Regions from separate parts of the Gossypium hirsutum genome. Here region 1 is linked to region 2. A link is a contact called in public Hi-C data. All regions are on one chromosome and are shown on one strand. The core of a region is the stretch at or near the end of the contact, and the rest is flanking DNA. Distances in the headings are between cores, read along the strand shown.

Region 1 (6,151 bases), core at 2,917-5,416, 120 kb after region 2:
GCCCAAAATTCTTTGCCCAATCCAGCATTGGACAACATACATCGAACTTTCTCCAGTATAGTCCGATTCATACGTTCTGCCACCCCATTCTGTTGTGGTGTATCTCGAACAGTGAAGTGTCGTACAATACCTTTATCGTGACATACTTGTAGAAATGGATCATTCTTATACTCAGTACCATTGTCTGATCGAAGCCGTTTGACTTTTCGACCAGCCTGGGTCTCCACCATCTTCTTCCATTTTAGAAATACATCCAAAACTTCATTTTTCCTTTTCATTAGATACACCCATACTTTTCTTGAATAATCATCAACAAAAGTAACAAAATAGTGCATACCTCCCAAAGAAGCCACTTTAGTAGGTCCCCACACATCACTATGAACGTAGTCCAGAATTTCTTTTGTATTGTGAATTGCTGAACCAAATTTTATCCTCGTCTGCTTGCCCAGAACACAATGTTCACAGAATTCCAATTTGCAAGAATTTGCACCTTTCAACAAGCCTTGCTTCGCCAAACTCTGCAAAGCTTTTTCACCAGCATGTCCCAATCGCATATGCCATAACCTGGTAGCCTCTGAATCTGCATCTTTCGTAAAAGCTGTTGATGTTGATCCAATAACTGTACTTCCATTTAAATAGTACAGATTATTCCTTCTTGTGCCTTTCATCACCGTCAATACCCCAGCTACTACCTTTAGTAATCCATCTCTCAAAGTGATTGTGAGCCCTTTAGATTCTAGGACCCCTAATGAGATAAGATTTTTCTTCAAGCTAGGTATGTAGCAAACATCTGTCAAGACTTGAATTGAGCCGTCGTGATTCTTCAATTGGATTGTACCTACTCCCATTGTCTTACAAGCGCTATCATTGCCCATAAAAACAACTCCACCTTCTAGTTCTTTAAGACTAGAAAACTAGTCCTTATTAGGACACATATGGTAAGTACATCCCGAATCCAAAATCCACTCATCTGTATGACATGCCATTGCCATGCCAACCAAGCTAAAGTCTGACTCCTCATCATGCTCCGCTACACATGCATCAGAAATAGCTTTACCCTTTTGTAACTTAGGACAATTCTTTTTCCAATGCCCTTTCTCACGACAAAAAGCACATTCATCTTTGGCAGGTCTCCCTTTGGACTTACTCCTTCTACCAGATTTGTTGCTGCGCGAACGACTTCTTACTGTTAAGACTTCTGTAGTTGTATCTCTGTGATCTTTTTTATCTTTCTTTCGAGTCTCAGATCTATACAACGCACTACAGACTGCATCAAATGTGATTGTATCCTTCCCATGAAGCAATGTGGTGGTAAGATGATCATATTCATCAGGAAGAGAATTCAACAACAGTAATGCCTTGTCTTCATCTTCAAATTTCTCATCCAAATTTAGCAAATCTGCTAAAATTTTATTGAATGAGTTCACATGGTCATTCATCGACATACCGGGTGCATACGTGAATCGATAAAGTTTCTTTTTCATATAAAGCCTATTTTCAAGACTTTTTGTTAGAAACTTTTCTTCTAGTGTATCCCACAACTTCTTCGCTGATGTCTCCCTCATAACAGAGTACTTCTGCTCTTTGGCCAAACATAGGCGAATTGTTCCACATGCCTGTCTATTGATCTTGGCCCACTCCTTGTCATCCATCTTGTCAGGTTTTTCTTCAAGGGCTATATCCAGCTCTTGCTGACATAAGACATCCAGGATCTCACATTGCCACATACCAAAATTATTGGTACCATCAAATTTCTCTACTTCAAATTTCGCATTGGTCACAGTAGTCTTTGACGATGACTTTTCCATTTTTTTCTCCTCAATCCCAACTACAGTACGTGAACAGTGCCGTGAACGATCGTATTCCCCAAGTACGAATCTAGCTCTGATACCAATTGTTGTGCGGAAGCGTGTAAAAGAGTAAAATTATTGTACTAAAAAATCACACTAAGTTCAATTCCCAGGAAAGAGAGGTGGATCACAAGGATCGCTTAAGTACCAGGTCTTTCCTAGCCAGAATATCCCTCAATCGTAATTTAATAGCACAATAAATCACTACAATCACACACACAATTCATGCAGAATAATACAATAAAGAACACAAGAATTTAACGAGGTTCAGCAAATTTTGCCTACGTCCTCGGGCACTACCAAATATATTTCACTCTAAAATACAAGTGAGAATTTACAAAGAGAGAGAGAGAAAACAATGCCTTAAGTAGAGAATGGCAAGTTTGAGATACAGAATGAGAGATGGTTATGCCTATTTATAGTTGAGGTTCAGGGATCAACTTGCAAAGTCACTTTACAATTAGGGACCATATATTGCAAATATCTCAGATTTTATTATGCCAATATTTGATACCCATATCTTTGACTTTCCAACATTTGATACCCATATCTTTGACTTTCTATTATTTAATACCCATATCTTTGATTTTCCATAAATATGGATAATTCCCAATAACTTGAAACTTGGTGTTGCTGTATTGTGTAGTGTCTACATTAAACCCAGCTACTAGAATCATGGAGACTACCTCTCATTTGCTGCCGATAGAGAATAGTAGTTTTTGTTGGCATTGTGAATGGTTAGTATGAGAATTCGAGCTTCTTTGTTTTCTTCCATCAAGTCTGCAGTATGTGGGCAAGGCGAACACCTGAGCTGGCAAGTTGGACACATCAACGGTAGCGGTAGAGAGGACAACATCATAAATTATCCTTCATATTGTTGGAAAAATTGAATGAATCAAGAAATTGAAGATCCGAACTTTTAATCTTGAGACATGTTGGATACGGTTCTTAAAGATAAGTCACCCTACATCGTAGGATAGGAGCAGAAACAACCCAAAGCAACAAGAAAAGAATACACGGCGAGGAAGACAAATCAGGAAATCAAATGGAGTAAATCATGATCAGAGACCAAATCAAATATGATTTTTAATATAAGATTAAAGAATTTTTTTACAAAAATTACTCCAAAAACATAAAAAGGCTAAATTTTTATCTAACTAATTATGATTTATATACAGAAAGTTGGAAATTTATTTAAATGATCCGAGATAGATTCTTTTGAAATATCCTTTTATTTAAAAAACACGTCACAATACTTAAAAATTAATGTCACATCATTTAATTAATTACTCGTTTTCTATCATACAGGGATCTTTGTCAGTGTCCAACATGCACTCTTCAGACTTGTATAAGACTTTCACCTTTCATATATTGTCGTATAAAATTACAAAGAGATGCAGGTGAAGACCATTGGGTTCCTTGATGCTGTACAAAAAGTGGAAAATGGTCACCAATAATGTTCCAAAATGCTGTAAAATTTGTTACTAATTTAGATTCGACAATTGGCTTATTAGCTAGGCCATATTCATTTAACAATCTATAGCTGTTTTAACAACGCCTATATTTATTTATACGTACACATGATATCAAGTACCCTCAAAGTGCATAATTCCAGGAACTGGAATGGAGCCATTCTTATAATACATGATCTCTGTTTACCGTATTTCATGTTACAAACCATAACTCGGGAGGAAGAAAATCCATATTTGGGTGTTGTTGGGTTGAGTAACATAAAACCACCACCTAAGTTGCCATTAAATTCTGCTTCGAGGGGACAGCTCCTGCTTAACTTGATCCCTCAAAACTCTTCTCAATAGTTTGTTTGAAGCAGTTCGAGGAAACTCCCGAACTATCTTAACAAAGCTCACCTGTTATCGTCAAAAACCAAAAGAGAGTTAGAACATGACACGGTGGTATGGTAGCAAAGCCAAAAATAGGGCTGCCTTTCTTCAAAATCGAGTCCTTAAGACCCTTGTGGTAAAATGCCACTAAAATCCAGTCCTCTTCACCTGAAATCCAGCTAATGATGTCTTCTAAAACTAATTCTGCATTTAAGAGCGAAAAAGAAAAACAAGCAAGACCACTTGGGAGAAGTGAAACGACATGTTCAGTAAACACTTAGATAAAATGGGGATTAACTTGGTAATTTTTAAATTTTATGGAGGAGTTTAAATATGACATTGTTAGGGTAGGTTAGGTCCCCAGACAATGTATAAAAATGAAAAAGATATTTTATGTCTTGTAGCCTAACCTTAAATAAAGGGTTGAGGTTGCTTTGAATAGCTCTTGAGAATAATATCTTCAACTTCTCAGGCTGATGACTATATTCTTTCTTTAGCACCACAAACATTATCAACTGTTCTGGACCACCGCCCAGTGGAGCTACACTGATAGCAGCAGTCTCCAAGATGCTTTCATCAGCTCCGTCACACACACGCTCGATTTCAACAGAACTTGTCTGCATATCAGGAATGACTTGCATTTCATGCTAAAGTTGCTTTTGAGTTTATAACATTAAGGGACCGAAAGTACAGTTTCATCGATGGTAAAAGAAATGCTTCTTGAAATTCCTGGCAAGCAGACTCCAAAATGCTTGCAAAGTCTAGGTCATGAGGCAGGCCTATACTTTAAAGACCTTCAATTTGAATCATTATCAGATAACTAAATAGAGTAGAGAGAACGCTGTACCTTTATGCCACCAAGATTCATGGTGTCATCAGCCCTGCCCTGTACAATCAAATAGCCACCAACAGTTCTTTTGAGGACATCCCCGTGCCTCCTTAGGCGCTGCCGGTGCATACATCAAAATCACGAGAATGTACAATTAAGGTGCTCCATGATCATTCGTAGTTTGTATGTTTTTTACCTTCATTGAGTATATTGAATTCTTTACTAAAAAATTATATATCCTAAGAATGATGCATATGACCTTACCATTCCATTATGCATTGGCATTCCCTCGAAATAGACTTTCTCATGATCAGCATTAAGCAATCTATTGGTTGCTCCTAAGTAGAGAGGAAGTAAACCCACTTCACCAACACAAGCTTTGTCATCTGGCTGTCACAAAGATGAAAGTAAATATAGTAATATACACAACAGAAAGAAACAAGACAGAATATGCTCTTACATAAGGATGCCCATGTTCATCCAAGATGACAAAGCCTGCTGTCATTGCTGCAGTACTAAAGGTTCCGAAAGCCTGTGGCTGCAGCAAACTCCCTTGAATATACGCGGATGAAAGCTCTGTGCCTCCACAACATTCCAGAACAGGCTTGTAGTAAGACTTTGAAGAGAGCCAAAGGTCGTCGTCAGCGTTGGAGGCTTCCCCAGTGGTAGCAAAGCATCTAAACATATTTATTTCTTAGTCCATTTTGTTGAGATTCCAAGTCATGAAACAACATTTATGCTCGAAATTTAAAAGAATTACTTTATCTTTGTCCAGTCTAAGCCTTCCAAACAGTTTGAACTTTTCCAAGTTTTTACTAAGCTTGGAACCGTGCCCAGAACAGTTACTCCAGCATCCTGAACAAGAGAACAACATTAAAACCAGGTGAGTTAAGATATTAAACAGTGGTATCCAGTATGTTTTACTACTTGTAGCATGTACCCAACATTTTTACTATAAATATCAACTTAAACCGTCAGCTACATTTCCCTATGAAGGCCTGTCCTTATCTCACCAAAACCAAGGGAAGTTCTCATAGTCTCCTGCCGCATAGCAAAAGAAACTTATTGATTTCAGCAGTCACCAAGCTGTAGCAAACCTCCGGAGGTTGGAGGTTGGAGGTTGGAGTGGACTAAGCTTGTAATGTTCTCCTCATAGTACAATTAGTCAGGGGTTTGGGGGTTAAGGTTAGAGCTCGCAAGGTAAAAGATCCTTTGTTGAGCTTATAACAATTCGAGATAAAGAAAATTTTAATCTAACAGATTTTGAGTTCAAGAAAGCTTGACTCTATAAGAATTCGAGTTCAAGATTAATTTGACCAAAGCTCAAAATAAATCTAATCTAAAGTTCGAAAAAACTCGAATTTATAGCTGAACAACCATAATAGATATTAATAATTAATATAATTTTATGATATTATTTAAAATAAAAATAAAAATAAATGATAGTTGTTTATTTTATGAAAATGTGTTCATAACTATTACATATTTATATTAAAATTTTATTAATATAATTTTTATGTTAAATTATAAAGTGAAATAAATTTTTAAAAACATTAATTGAATATAAAATATTTTTAATAGTATAATTATATATGTATAGTAAATAATATAATTAATCACTATTAAATCTA
Region 2 (5,930 bases), core at 2,954-5,453:
GAACCGGGCCATGGACTCAAACCTGCCATAGGACTATAAAAAGGAAACATATAAGGGTTAGGATACATAAAAGGGCTAGGATACGCACCTGACATCATCTGAAAAGGCTGTTCCGTGGGTATCATCCGTTGAACTGCTGGGTCAGGTGACTGTGTTGGTGCTATTGCTGGGCCTATTGATTGTATGGGCGCTGATGATGGGCCGGGTGAATGTCTGGGCCTCGTTGATGGGCTTGCGTCGTCGTCCATTCTTCTTAGATTTAAATGGCCACGCTGTTTCATTTGGACACGCAATTGTCATTGCCTCTCCTCTGCCGACAGTAAATACGGCTTGCCATGGATCCTAAACCATGGCATGTATTCCGGCACGCACGCTAACTCTAGAACGATGATCGATTCTCAAGTAGGTATATAATCATACCGATCTTCCCACATTTGGATATAGTATGACCAGAATCTCGGCCAATCCGTATGCAATTGCCGTAGGTCGATTTTGTGATGATCATCCAACACCTCAGGTGCCACGAGAATCAGTTGTCGAAATCTAAATTACCGTAATACTCTGTCTGACTGGTGCATCTCCACGGACTTATAGTTGACCAATGCGACTTTTACATGCCAAGCGTTTGGATTTTGGAAGTACTCATCTGGAATTACTGCCCAAATTGCCGGATCCTCGTATGGTGTCTATCTAAACTATATGAACATGATGGAAATATTAGTTATATACAAAATACATAATACTAAATACATAATACTAAATACTAAATACCAATCGACTAGCTCATGATGGAAATATCTATTTTATTTAATACTTACTTGTGCTTCCGACTGTTGGTCTAATAGAAGCCGTATATCTTCAAGAGAGGTAGGTAATCGAGCATAACTTGCCGAATGGTTCCACTTAATTAAATAAATTTTTAGCATACTATTATATTTTAAATCTATGTAATAATTGTAAAATATAATATAAAATTTACCTCGTTATGAGTGGGAATGTATATGGGTGATCCACTCGAGGACGTAAAAATGGAAGGCGAAACCGTGCCCATGACTGCAATAGTGACAGGCAACCTCCGATTTTCACTTTATTCGGTAGCGTCGCCCCACACATCTCCCGGTGCAATGTTGCCAACACGGCAGACCCCCAACTAAATTCACCAGCTACTCTAAACCCAACGAGTTTCAGCAGTCATCTTAGATGTACAAGGTTCCGTGACAAGTCTGGCATCAGATAACCTCTAATTATCTAAAGAATGTATGCCCGAGCATATCAGATTCTTTCTAGTTCGGTAGAATCATCATCCGGATCCGGGAATGTGTCTCGTAACCAGCCCATCTCAATCTGACCTCCGTTAATATTCTCCGGAATAGCGTCCAAAAACTCATAGTATACCGCTCCCCAATCACCAGATTAAACAGACCCGGTGACTGCGTACCCGTCCACCGGCAATCCCAATTGCAAATTCACATATTCCAAAGTGATAGTACACTCTCCACATGGAAGATGGAATGTGTGCATCTCGGGTCTCCACCTCTCAATCAACGCATTGATAAGTTTCGGGTCCAACTTGCATCCCAAGCCTACCGTCGCCACGTGCCAAAAACCCGCTTCCCGCAGGTAATTCTCTACCAATGGTGATGGAGGACCATGCATATTACGAATATAGCATTGTAATATCCGATCTAAAGACTTTATAAAAAATAATAAAATAAATAATAATTATTTAAAATTGCATAAAAAATCTTAAATAATATTTAAAAATTAAATTTAACACTTACCATTTTCATTTGTTCGACGGATATGTGCTTGTCATCAAGACGAATTAATTCTCCAGCAATTGCTAAATTCGTACAAATTTTTAAGATTTAAAAAAAAATTAAAAAATAAAATTTAAAACTTTTTTAAAAATAATTAAAAAAATTAAAACTTTTTTAAATAGGAATTTAAGAGGAATTTGAGAGGAAATTGAGAGAATATTAGAGAGAAATTGAGAGAAAGGATTAAGTTGTGAAAAAAAAATGAAAGGGGGGTTTTTATATATATTTTTTACCGTTGGGGGGGTCACCAACGGTAAAAAAAGTAACTGTTGTTACTGTTCACGCGCGGGCAAAACGCATCCCCAAGGGAGCGTTGACGTGGCAAGAAAACGCGTTCTTGAGGGAGCGCTTTCTGCGCACGTGGACAAAGCGCTTCCTTGAGGAAGCGTTTTCCCACAACGTCCCCTAACAACACACTGACGTGGACGCGCTTTCGAGGAATTGGGCCATTCCGGTAATTAATTATTTATTGGGCCCATTTCATAATTTTTTAAAAAAATGGCTTTTAATGGTATTTTGCCCGTTTTTAATATTATATTTATTCTAAAAACATTATTTTATATTAATGTATTACGGTTATAACACTAAATTTGATTTAACAAAACAAATTAAGGTAAAAGTTATATTTTGTTGACAATAAATTTAACTAAGTAGTATTTTATATCAAATTATACAATAAACATGCATTACCCTACCTTGCTCGGAAATAAAACATTTCTTCATGAAGGGAATTAGCAGTACCATACAACTGCTCCAGCTCCACTTCCATGGCTTGCAATTCACAAAACAACCAGAAAGCCTTCGATGCATTATTAAAAATATATATATACACAGCATGCATGCTTATGTTTGGGCCACTTTTGCTGTTTCTACTATATCCTAATAGCATGAAAATAAAAGAAGAGACATTGGCATGGCCTTTCTTGGCGACATGAAGCCAGTCCTTAAAAGTCAACTCCTGTCCTTCAATCTCCAGTGCTGAAAAGCAAGCCACGTGATCTCCCTGCTCCACCGCAGTCCTTTCTCCACCCACTGAAAAATATGGCCATGCGACGACGTTACCTTGACGTTGAACTTGTGAGAATCGGGTAATGGTTGATGACGTTCCTGGTTGGGATTGATAACCCGGTACTTCCCCACCGTCATGGAATTGCTTTTCATGCCTTCCCAGATGCATTTAGGGTTAATTTAGTAATTTTTTAAAAAATGTTTTTAAAAAATATGTGAAAAAATATTTTTGAAAAGTTTGGTTTAATATTTAAGTATTTAGTATTATTGTTAAAAATATTTTTTAAAAATAAAATGACCGTTTTAGAAATGATATTATCAAATAATAAATATATATTTAAATAATGTTCAAATTAGTTAATATTATTATATTTTAGTAAGAATATAAAAAACATTTTATTATGACTTATTGTTAATATTTTAATATATAAAATATACATTTTTAAAATTTAATTAAGCAACAAAGAAAAAGAAAGAAAAAATATTATGCCGTTGGAAGGGTGAAAAAATAATTAAGCAAACTAAAAGTTTTAACTTTTCCTCTTCAAAAGTGCTTTCTAAAAATATTTTTAAAAGCAGATTGTTTAGCACCACTTTTCTTCTAAAAATACTTTTTAAGCCAAAAATATTTTTTTAAACACTACTAAATAAGCCTCTAAATAATTCACATTAATTAAATTCTTAATAGAGAGACAGATACTGCGTATGAAATCACAAACTGCATAAATATTTATATTTTTAGAGTATAAAAGATTAGAGATTTTCTGTTATTCTACAGTTTACTTCAATATTTATCATATACAAATATTATTTATTAATTTATTCAAAATTCTTTATTCTATCTAGATTATTTATTAAATTTAGTTGAAATTCTTTATTTATCTCGTTAATTTATTAAATTTATTTGAAATAATCTAATCAAATTGTTTAAATTTGAACCAAAATTATAAATTTTAATTTACAAAAGAAAGCTACATGTCATCAAATTTAATACTCCATGTCGTCTCTAAAATGTTATAAATTTTATAATAAGGTTTTAAAAAATAAATATAATATATTTGAATTGCAAATACAATAAACTAATTTAAACCTAATATAAACTATGAAAAGTCTCAAAATCATGATTGAATGGTTAAAGCCACTGATCCTACTAAATATATTATTAAAAAATTTATAAAAAAAAAACTAATGAAACCGGTTAAACCAATTTAATTAGATCATATTAATTCACCCCTCAACCGATCAATATCTCTCCAAACTAATACATTGACCACTTATTGATTCAACCGGTCTGATCGGCCGGTCTAATTTGGTTCAACCAACTATTTGGAGAGTGTTAGTTGAAGGGCAACAAAGCTAAAAGGATAAACGGCACCGTTTTAACGGGTGATGCATCTTTCTTCTGCTTTCTTCTCAATATACGACTCCGTAGAAAGCAAATTACTGGAATCTATCATTCTCGGAACGAGTAGAGTTTGTGAGTTAGGGTTTCCAGTTAGGGTTTTGGGAACGCATGATGATTGGGATTTGATGGTGTGACGAAAGAGTAATCAAGGGTAAAAGAGAGGGGAGGGGGTGTAAATCGCAATCCTAACTGCAGTAAATGGAAAGCTTTGAATCTGAAGAACCAGAGAAGAAGAGGCCTCACTTGGATTCTCCCGCCATGGCCCGTAATTCCTCCACTTCTCCGAACCACACCAAAGCTGTAATCTCTCTCTCACACTCTTCTTTTTTTTTTTTAATATTTTGTATTCTTCTTTAATTTCTTGATCAAATGAATGGCTTTGCATGATTTTATTCGCTTTCTTTTTGAGCTATAATTTCTCCTCAAATCAAAATTGCTCTGGAATACATTTTGTTTTGTCCTGTAGCCAGGAAGAATAAAATGGTAAAACTGAAATATTGAATCTTGGGACATTACTTTCGACCGTTCACAAAATGGAAAGTTGATCTAAATTTTTTCCTGCCATTAGTTTTCTTCTTGGATGCTCAGTTGTATTCAATTTCTTCATGGTCTCTGGGTTATTCATGGAAAGTTTTAATTTCAAATGCTTTCTCTCTGCCGTCGAGACAGTATAGGAAGAGAAGGGGAATTTATTTATTACTTGTTGTGGATCAATTTTGATTTAATTTATTGTTAATGGTGGATAAGTAGTTTGCTGTGAAACTCGATTGGGTCTATACGGGGAAAAAAGGAAAACAAGCTCCTTCTCTTAGCGATTTACCCATAATCAGTATATCACTGATATGCTATTGTTTGTTTAGATTTGCGGATTTAGGGTGACACACCAAAATTAAGGGTTTAAAAAAAAAAAATTCTTTTTTCACTTAATTTATCTGCTAGGGTTATATAACTCCAATTATTATTAAATTGAGCTGATAATGTGAATAGTTGAAGTACTTTGCACTAACCGAGTAGGTTTGCTGCATCAATGCTGTATATGTCAAATGGAAATATTGTAAATTAATGAAATGTGATGTCTTTTTCATCGTCTCAAATTATTTGAGTTGCCTATTTGCATCTATCTTAGAAATTGAAATTTTCCCTTAACTTCTAGTTATATTCTGGTCTCTTATCTGATTCAAACCATTCCTAGACTTGTCATGAATCAGTTTTAGGCATCTGATTATATGCATGGGCACCATAAATCCACCAGTTTGCACATTTTGTTGAGTTGATAAGCTAAGCTCTGAGCATAACCTAATTCAATATCAGGCATACGCATACCTAAAAATGAGTGGAGATATGCTGTCCCCTGCCACCTGATTGAATTTGCCTTTCACTTTTTATCCATGATTTGATTTTTCAGAGTGCCATCTTATTATCACTATGATATTTCTGCATACACCCCAACGTGTAAGGTTGGTGCACATGTCAAGTAAATTTAAAATTGATAAAATACGTTTTTCATTTTTTTCCCTGCATGTTTACAAATTTGTGTTTTTAATTCTCTCATGCATTTGGTTTGATATAGATGGATTTTTTTTTATCCAGGTTGACGCGGCAGTTCTCCAGTACCAGAATCAAAAACTTGTCCAGCAGTTAGATATTCAGAAACATGAGTTGCATGATCTTGAAACCAAAATTAAAGAATTAAAAGA

Evidence for each region. A called contact is a pair of places that touch in the nucleus more often than the background predicts.
Region 1: a Hi-C map of leaf shows a contact between it and region 2, with 3 times the contacts expected there. The contact joins the enhancer-like site here to the promoter of LOC107914217 in region 2. A contact is called at or near these places in 6 of 34 Hi-C or Micro-C datasets (hypocotyl, leaf and petal).

Annotation. Positions count from the first base shown.
Region 1 is chrD08:14,911,910-14,918,060 of Gossypium_hirsutum_v2.1, forward strand. It overlaps LOC107914113 (probable acyl-activating enzyme 18, peroxisomal), which reads right to left. Exons shown (of 13, transcript XM_016842872.2): 8 at 5,281-5,375; 9 at 4,981-5,197; 10 at 4,785-4,910; 11 at 4,539-4,637; 12 at 4,102-4,308; 13 at 3,345-3,718. The coding sequence ends at 3,605. Among protein-coding and RNA genes, the nearest start is that of LOC107914133, 19 kb to the left of the region's middle. Within about 2 kb of position 4,167, at least 3 of the 9 cell types and tissues checked have an H3K27ac peak or open chromatin away from gene starts, as enhancers often do. A contact at or near this core is called in leaf, where this site is marked.
Region 2 is chrD08:14,789,945-14,795,874 of Gossypium_hirsutum_v2.1, forward strand. LOC107914217 (E3 ubiquitin-protein ligase BRE1-like 2) reads left to right here and starts at 4,204. Exons shown (of 19, transcript XM_016843055.2): 1 at 4,204-4,533; 2 at 5,824-5,930. The coding sequence starts at 4,432. It overlaps LOC107907967 (lysine-rich arabinogalactan protein 19-like), which reads right to left and starts at 248. Exons shown (of 3, transcript XM_016835261.1): 1 at 89-248; 2 at 1-22. The coding sequence starts at 248.